2 separate regions of the Macaca mulatta genome follow, and region 2 is linked to region 1. A link is a contact called in public Hi-C data. All regions are on one chromosome and are shown on one strand. The core of a region is the stretch at or near the end of the contact, and the rest is flanking DNA. Distances in the headings are between cores, read along the strand shown. Region 1 holds the start of KIAA0930. Region 2 holds the start of NUP50 (nucleoporin 50).

Region 1 (3,788 bases), core at 524-3,023:
ACGCATCCCAGCTCAGATATTCGGTGCCAGGTGACAGGTGGGCCTGCCAGGGTGGCACACAGTAGGTGCTCAATGAATGTTTGCAGAATGAATTAATGAGCGTGCTCCAATTTCTGCTCATAAGTAAATCTTGACACCTTTCAGAAAGAAACCACTGAAACCTTGTCAACCATTGAAGTTCTTCTTGTCCGTTTCACTTCATAAGCACCCCCCACCCCCACCCCTCCATAAGGAAACCCTAGGCAGGCTAGGCTGGGGCCTGCTCACTGGGAAGCCTCTCATGCTAAGCCTGCCTCCTACAAAAGGGATTCAAATTTACTTCCTCTCCCCACTCCAGCCTCCAGGGTGTGGCCTGCTGAGGGGCTCTGAATGCCTGGTACTGCCATGTCCCGGCGGCTGTGTGACCTTAGGGGGATGCATTTGTTCTCTGGGACTCAGTTTCCCCAACGGTGAATGAAGGGGCCACGGGGTGAACCTGGAAGGCTGACATTCCCTACTCAGCAGTGCTGTCACCCCCTCAGAAATCCCCAGCCTAGCCTGGGGGTGGGGTGGGGGGTGGCTGACAATGTGGTATGAAGTCATTCCCAGCACGGAGGAGGGAGGGGTCTTTTCCATGGAGAAAATGACGAACCTGAGACGACAAAAGAGGGGGCTTCTCCTGGGCTTGAGTCTGGGCACGATCTATCAGTAATGGATTACCTCACTGGCTGGGAGACCCCACCCACACCTGCAGTCCCAGGCCCTTCCAAACAATACGAGGCACCCCCACCCCACGCCCCCCAGCAGATCCATGACTTAAGCCCAGAATCACACCGAGAGGCAGCAGGCCTTGCCCCTCAGCCAAGCGGGCGGGTTCGGGGGGCCACTGCCCAACAGGTCCTTGGATACAGCTAAGGGATGAGAGGGGCCGGCGGGTGCGGAAAGACAAAGGCTTCGGGAAGCAGGAGACAGTGGCCAGGGCACGTTCGCACGGAGGTCCACCCAGAGCCCACGAGGGCCCGGCCCTGCAGCGCTGGGCTACGGGTGTACCCAGATCCCACGCCCACACTCCCTGCCGCCGTGCTGAAGGCCCGGGGCGGGCTTCCTGGAGAAGGAAGAAGACCCGCAGAGGCACGAAGAGGAAGGAGGGAGATGAGAGAGACACCCGGACGGACTGACAGGGGGAAACGCCGAATGAGACCCGGGCACAGGGGTGCGGGGCGCTGGTCCGACAGAAAGCAGAGACAGACCCAGACGCAGGGCGGGGGGCGCATGGGGGAAGACAGGGCACCCGGGTAGACCCAGAGACCACGACACCCGCGCAGAGACAGAGACGCGCGGGGCGCACAGAGACACGGACGCGCAGAGGCGGCCCCGGAGACGCTCACCTCCCCCGGCCCGACCTCGCCCCCAGGCCCCACTCACCGAGGCCGCAGACCTCGCGGCGCAGGCTAAGGCGGCCGCGCTCCTCCGCTATGGCACGGAGCATGTGCTGCAGCGAGCGCTCCTCGGCCTCGGCGCCGCCCGCAGGCTCGGGGGCGGCGGGGAGGGCGGGCGGCCCGGCCCGGAGCCCCGCGGGCGCGGACGCCGAGGCGCAGGCCCGGCCCGGCGGCCGCGCGGAGGCCATGCCGGGCCCCGGTTCATCGCCTGCGCCGCGCCCGCAGGGGCCCCCGGCGCGCCCCGCCGCCCCCGCCCCGGCGCAACCCGCCACGAGCACCAGGGAAGCCACAATCCGCCTCTGTGCGCGTCGCCGTCGCCGCCGCCACTCGCCAAGCCCAACACCGGCGAGCGAACCTCCGCGCCGCCGCCGCCCGCGCGCCCCCGGCTCCGCTCGCCCCGCCCCGGCCCGGCCCCGACCTGGCCCCGCCTCGGCCCCGCCCCGGCCCCGCCCCTGTCCCCTCCCGCCCCGCCTCTGAACGGCACGAACCCGCCCCCGGCTCCCTGGCCCCGCCCCCTGTCCTCCCTGGCCCCGCCCACTTCCAACGGCCGGTCTCCGCCGATCTTCGGATGCTCGCGACTCCCTCCTTCAAACCGCTCGCGGGGTCCCGCCTCCACACACGGTCCTAAACGCCCCGCCAGCAGGATCACGCCTCTGAGCCCCTTCCGCCGCCCCTTCAGGGCCCCTGTCCCCTCCCCCGCTGCTGCCCCACGGGATGTGTACTTTGTCACCCGCCCTGTGCGTTGCCACCTCCACCGAGTCCCCTCTGCTGACTTCTGGGAACTTCCCACCTGGTTTCTGCTGGGAATTTCTTCCGCAGAACCCCTCAAGAGGTCACCTGCCCCCAGAAGGTGGTCTCCTGGGGGACACCGTGGCAAAGCCCTTCCAGCCCCCTTCCTCTGCACCTGGCACAGTGCAGTGTTGCGCCTCCACTTCCTCGGCTGCACCATGGGGGACCTTTCCCTGCCTTGCCTCCCCAACATGGGGGAGTGTTGATGAAGTGGGAGGTATGAGGTTAGCTGGGCGTGTCACCCTGATGAAGCCAGGTCTGGCCAGCATCCCTCCGTGTGCTGGTTGTGACTGATACAGGAAGACCCTGGAGAAGCAGCCAGTGGCCTCCCCAAACCTCATGCCTGGTGGTCCATTTCCAAGAACAGGGGAGATGGAGAGACCAGCATTGATTTCCAGGTCTCCCCAAAGCTAAATCTACGCCGCTCCCCGCATTCACAGCCTCTGTGCAGACCCCCAGACCCATCAAGGCCCCCCTTCCCTCTGTCTAGAGTCCTCTTCTCCCCATTCCTGTGTAACTTGCTTCCTCATTTCCTTTGCGGCCGGAGTGTCACCTCCTCAAAGAACCTCCCCTGACCGCCTTCCCTTCCTCTCTCTTCCCTTAGTCTGTTTCTCCTTCACAGGGTGACACTTGCCTCCTCCCGACACATTGGATACCTGTGGGTTCTGCTTATTGTCTTCTCCACCGAGGGAGGGGCCTATCTACTACACGGCTGTAATCCCAGTACCCTGGGCATTGCCTGGCACACATGAGACACCCAATAAATAAATACAGGCTGCAGGCAGGGCACAGTGGCTCATGCCTGTAATCCCAGCACTTTGGGAGGCTGAGGTAGGCGAACTGCCTGAGGCCAGGAGCTTCAGAACAGCCTGGCTAAAATGGTGAAACCCCATCTTTACTAAAACTACAAAAATGAACCGGACGTGGTGGCACACATCTGTAATCCCAGCTACTCTGGAGGCTGAGGCAGGAGAATTGCTTGAACCCGGGAGGTGGAGGCTGCAGTGAGCCAAGATCCTGCCACTGCACTCTAGGCTGGGAGACAGAGCAAGACCCTGTCTCAAAAAAAAAAGAAGGAAGGAAGGAAGAAAAAAAAATGTAGGCTGCACAAAAGAAGAATGACAGAGAGGTCTGACAGGAACACAGGGGTCTTCCTGGGAGGCACGGCAGGAAGGAGCCGTGGCGTTGGGCAGAGCCCCGGAAGGGAAATGGGATCTGGATCCTGCTTCAGGCCTCTGCCCCAGTTTTGTGCCACTGGTCCCTGAACTCTTCAGAGCAGAGCCACGTCTGACCCCTCTGTGTCCCCAGTGCCAGGTCCAGGAGGGCTCTGTAGAAAGGTGAGCAGTGAGGGAATGAATGAAGTACGTGACCAGCCTCGGGTGTATTTCTCTTCTCCAGTGGGCCTGCATCCCTGTCTGTAAAATGAGGACACCGGCATGAGGGCTGAGGCCTCTGGTTCTGCGTCTGGAGAGCTGGGGTTTGGGCTGGTGGATGTGAGAACTGGGGATGGTGGATCAGACAGCATGAGTGCGCCCTCGAAAGCCGTCAAGTCCAACAGTCACATCCCTCTTTGTCTCCCCA
Region 2 (3,837 bases), core at 1,041-3,540, 79 kb before region 1:
GCTGGGATTACAGGCGTGAGCCACCGTGCCTGGCCTGTTTTTCAAAAATTTTCCATAGTTTTTTGACGAGACGAGGTCTCATTATGTTGCTCAGGCTGGTCTCCCAACTCCTGGGCTCAAGCAATCCTCCTGCCTTGGTCTCCCAAAGTGTTGGGATTACAGGTGTGAGCCACCACGCCTGGCCAAAAATTTTACTGTAAAATATTTTAAAACAAGAATTAGAAAAATATTAGCTTTAGAAAAAAATGAAAATCTTTTGAGGTGTTTAGGAAAGCTCCAAGGAACTTAAAAACAACTGATACTATCTTATTTAACAGTCCATTTACTCAGCCCATACTGTGTGCTTTACCTAAGTGTTCACATTTAATCTCTACAACCAAATGAAAGTACATAATATACTCTCACTTTACAGATGAAGAAACTGAGCTCAGAGTTCAGTTTGTCCAAGGCTGTCAAGCTGGGAAGTGATATGGCCAGGAGATTAACTCCAAAGCCCCACTGCCAGGCAGAAAACAGAACATTTCCTGTTTTCATTCCTTATCAGTAGGAGCAAAGTGTAGTTCTGTAAGCTTCCTGTTGGGTGTTTTCTGGTAAATCGTAACAAGAATGACTCCAGGTCAAGGTTTAAGCCTACCTAAAATGCAGGCCAGAACACAGCTAGAATACAGCAATATTATCTTGCAATTTTCTTTACTAGGTTAAACTGGACTTGAATGATCTGAGACATTTATGACTTGATCACTGTGGCAAAACGGAGACAAAGCTGGCTCCTGGCATAGACCTCTAACAGCAGAAAGAAAGGCAGGATCACATCACCATGGACTCGTTTGGAATTAGGTCAAGTAGGTAAACTGACATGTCTGGATATTTATTTACTGAACATGATGACAATGACCCAACCTAACAACCATCAAAATCCTTCGGCTCTCAGGGGTTAAGCAAATTGAAAGGGATTTTTGAAAGGCAGAGTATAGGAAAAAAGTGGCTAACACCTTTGGAGCAGTATTTCATAACCTGAGACTTGAGCTTCATTAAAAGTAACCAAATTCAATGGAGGTAGATGTCTGCGTGCAAAGTGCCTCCATTCTCCTGAGTTATAGCCAGTTTAAAGTTGTCATTTTAGTCAGCAGTGAAATCCATCCAGAAAGGCTCAAGTCAGCTACAGTGCTATTATAGACATAAATCTTTTTTATTTGTATTAGAAAAGCATCAGTTATTTCATGCTACAATGCGTAATTAAGAATTAAATGTGTTCATTATTTTGCTTACCCTTACAATAAGATATTTAGGGTTACAGGAACAGATTAATAATGTTAACAAACCCAGGACTTAACAGACCCAGGAAACATTTTGATGTCGCCGTATCTGTTAGTCCAAACTGCACCATTTTCTAAGCCCCCCGCTATTTCGCAGACACTGGTCAAAGTGAAACATTCCACACGGGTTCGGGCCGCGGTGGTGGCACCTGAAATCCCAACTACTCGGGAGGCTGAGGCAGGAGAATCGCTTGAACCCAGGGGACGGAGGTTGCAGTGAGCCAAGATCGCGCCACTTCAATCCAGCCTGGGTGACAAAGCTCAGTGCCCAGGACGCACTAAGGGATCTCAGGGGCTGAAAAAAAAACAGAAGAGAAGCCACGCGACGCAAAATCAAATGTCAGCGAACGAGGGGTCCTTTAACAGGCGGTCCACACGTCCCCTCCTGGCGCCGAGACCCAGCCGCTCCGGGCCACCCCGGCCAGGTACGGCCAGCCCCGGGGCGGGGCCTCCTGACGTGAAGCGATCCCACTGGCACCTCACAGGATTCCCGAGGGTCGCGGGCGGCCTCTCCTCAGCCCTGCAGCTCCCACACACGGACACCGCGAGCCTCGGCCATGTCCACTGACCGACCTTCCTCGCCGCAGCTCCTCGCGCATGGCCGGCCCCTTAGCAGCGACTAGCGCGAGAACAGCCTGGAAGACGCGCAGCCAGCCCCACGTGAGCCGAACACCCCAAGCCGCCGCTGCCGGCGCCGGCTCCGCGATTAAGGTCGGCGCGTGCGCGCTTGCGCGAGACGGGCACGCTCAGCCCGGCGCCGGTTTCTAGGGAGCTGGGCGCATGCGCCGCGTGAGGGGCCCGGCCGGCGGAAGGAGGTGCTGTTACCGGAGGTCCCGGCGCGCTTGCGCAGTAGCTGAACGCGGGCGTTTCTTTCCTCCCTTTTTTTCGAATTGGTTTTGGGGGTAGATTCGAGTTACAAAATGGCCGCCCGGAGCGTGTTCGGCGCGGTTACTACGGCGGTCTCGGGCTGAACCGGCTCTCTCGCCTCCCTGCCGAACACAGCGTGAGGAGCTCCCCCTCCCCGGGGACATGGTGTTTGAGTCTCTGGGCTTGCCGAGCACCAAGTCCTCTGAGGCCCTCAGGGCAGCACCGGAAGCGGCCGAGCGCGCTCAGCCAGACGACCACTAGTACGCTCCAGACCCCAGCGCCGCCGCGCCCCGGGTTTCGCCGCACCCAAGACCTAGCGAGTGCTGCGGCAGCGGCCGAGGAGGTGAGGGGCGGCGGCTGGCGCAGGAGGGGAAGGGGCTGAGGGCGGGAGCCTGGTGCTGAGAGCCCAGGACCGGTAGGGCGGGAGCGGGCTCGGGCCTGGGAGGGGAGTGCTAGTGCAGGGCTGGGGACTGGACCCTGGGGAGAGGGGTGAGGGCTCAGGGCCGGGGGACGGGCCCCTGGGGAGGGGTGCGGGGCCGGGGACGGGCCCATGGGGAGGGGTGCGGGGCCGGGGGACCAGACCCTGGGGAGGGGCTGGAGGACGGGACACTGGGGAGTGGGGTACAGGGCTAGGGGCCGGGACCCTAGGGAGGGAGCCTGGGTCGGGCGCGCGTGCCGGGCGGGGCGCGTGGGTGGGCAGCGACGGGTGGAGGGTGGGGTGGGATGACAGCGGCGACGCAGCGTGGGCTGTTTGTGAAGCGGGCCCTGGGCCTCGCCAGGCTGCGGCGTCCGACTTGAGTGAGGCTCGCCCCTGCGGCCCCGGAGGAGGTAGGGGGCTGGCAGGGCTGTCCTGGCGTGGTGGTCTCCGTTTCCTTCCTAGCGATTCCTCTCGATTCTCCTCTCCCCCTGGCCACCCCTCGTCGCTTTTCTCCTGGGCCCATTACCTCTCTGGCCTAGCTTCACTTTCTTACTGCGTTCCCGGGTCATTGATCACCCATTTGCTCGGTTCCATTAAGAAACAGTTTGGAGATTCGGTATTTCTGTCTCCTTAGTTGGCCCGCTTGTTCTCTCCCTTCAACAAGGCACCTCACTATTAAGTATAACGAAATCCGTGTTTTCGTTTTAAGCTGATGTTGACAAGTTGAGCTCCAAGGGCAGAGCTACACCAGATGCCAGAGACCACATAACTATATCAGGCACAAATAATGTTTTTTCCAGTTTGCCTAGACTTTCAGTCTCCTACCACGTTGCTTCATACCTAGAAATCATGTCGAATTTGGTGGTTTTTTACCCACAAGCGCAGACGCTTTTTAAATTCCCTTTTATTGATTGTTTGGTTGAGACTGGGTCTTGCTTTGTCACCAGGCCGGAGTGTAGTAGTAGCTCACTGTAGCCTCAAGCTCCTGGGCTCAAGTGATTCTCCTGCCTCAGCCTTCCAGGTAGCTGGGACCACAGGTGTGCGCCACTACGCCCGGCTAATTTTTTATTTCTATTTATTCATCTAATCTATGTCTATCTTTATTTTTGTAGCGACCAAGTTGGTTTCCGTCTCCTGGCTTCAAGTGATTCTTCCGCCTCCCTTAAGTTCTTCATAATAGTAGCTAGACATAAGGCCAGGTGGCAGGCCTTGTTCAGAATATTTTACAGAGGGTTC

Evidence for each region. Hi-C and Micro-C count contacts between places; a contact is called where the count stands out from the background.
Region 2: a Hi-C map of cortical neurons shows a contact between it and region 1, with 2.4 times the contacts expected there. The contact joins the promoter of NUP50 here to the promoter of KIAA0930 in region 1. A contact is called at or near these places in 2 of 14 Hi-C or Micro-C datasets (cortical neurons and liver).

What each region holds. Positions count from the first base shown.
Region 1 is chr10:6,249,123-6,252,910 of T2T-MMU8v2.0, reverse strand. KIAA0930 reads right to left here and starts at 1,773. Exons shown (of 10, transcript XM_028827606.2): 1 at 1,405-1,773. The coding sequence starts at 1,606.
Region 2 is chr10:6,328,192-6,332,028 of T2T-MMU8v2.0, reverse strand. NUP50 (nucleoporin 50) reads left to right here and starts at 2,290. Exons shown (of 8, transcript NM_001265689.2): 1 at 2,290-2,526. It overlaps LOC144331605 (a long non-coding RNA gene), which reads right to left and starts at 2,009. Exons shown (of 2, transcript XR_013398900.1): 1 at 1,800-2,009; 2 at 1,176-1,611.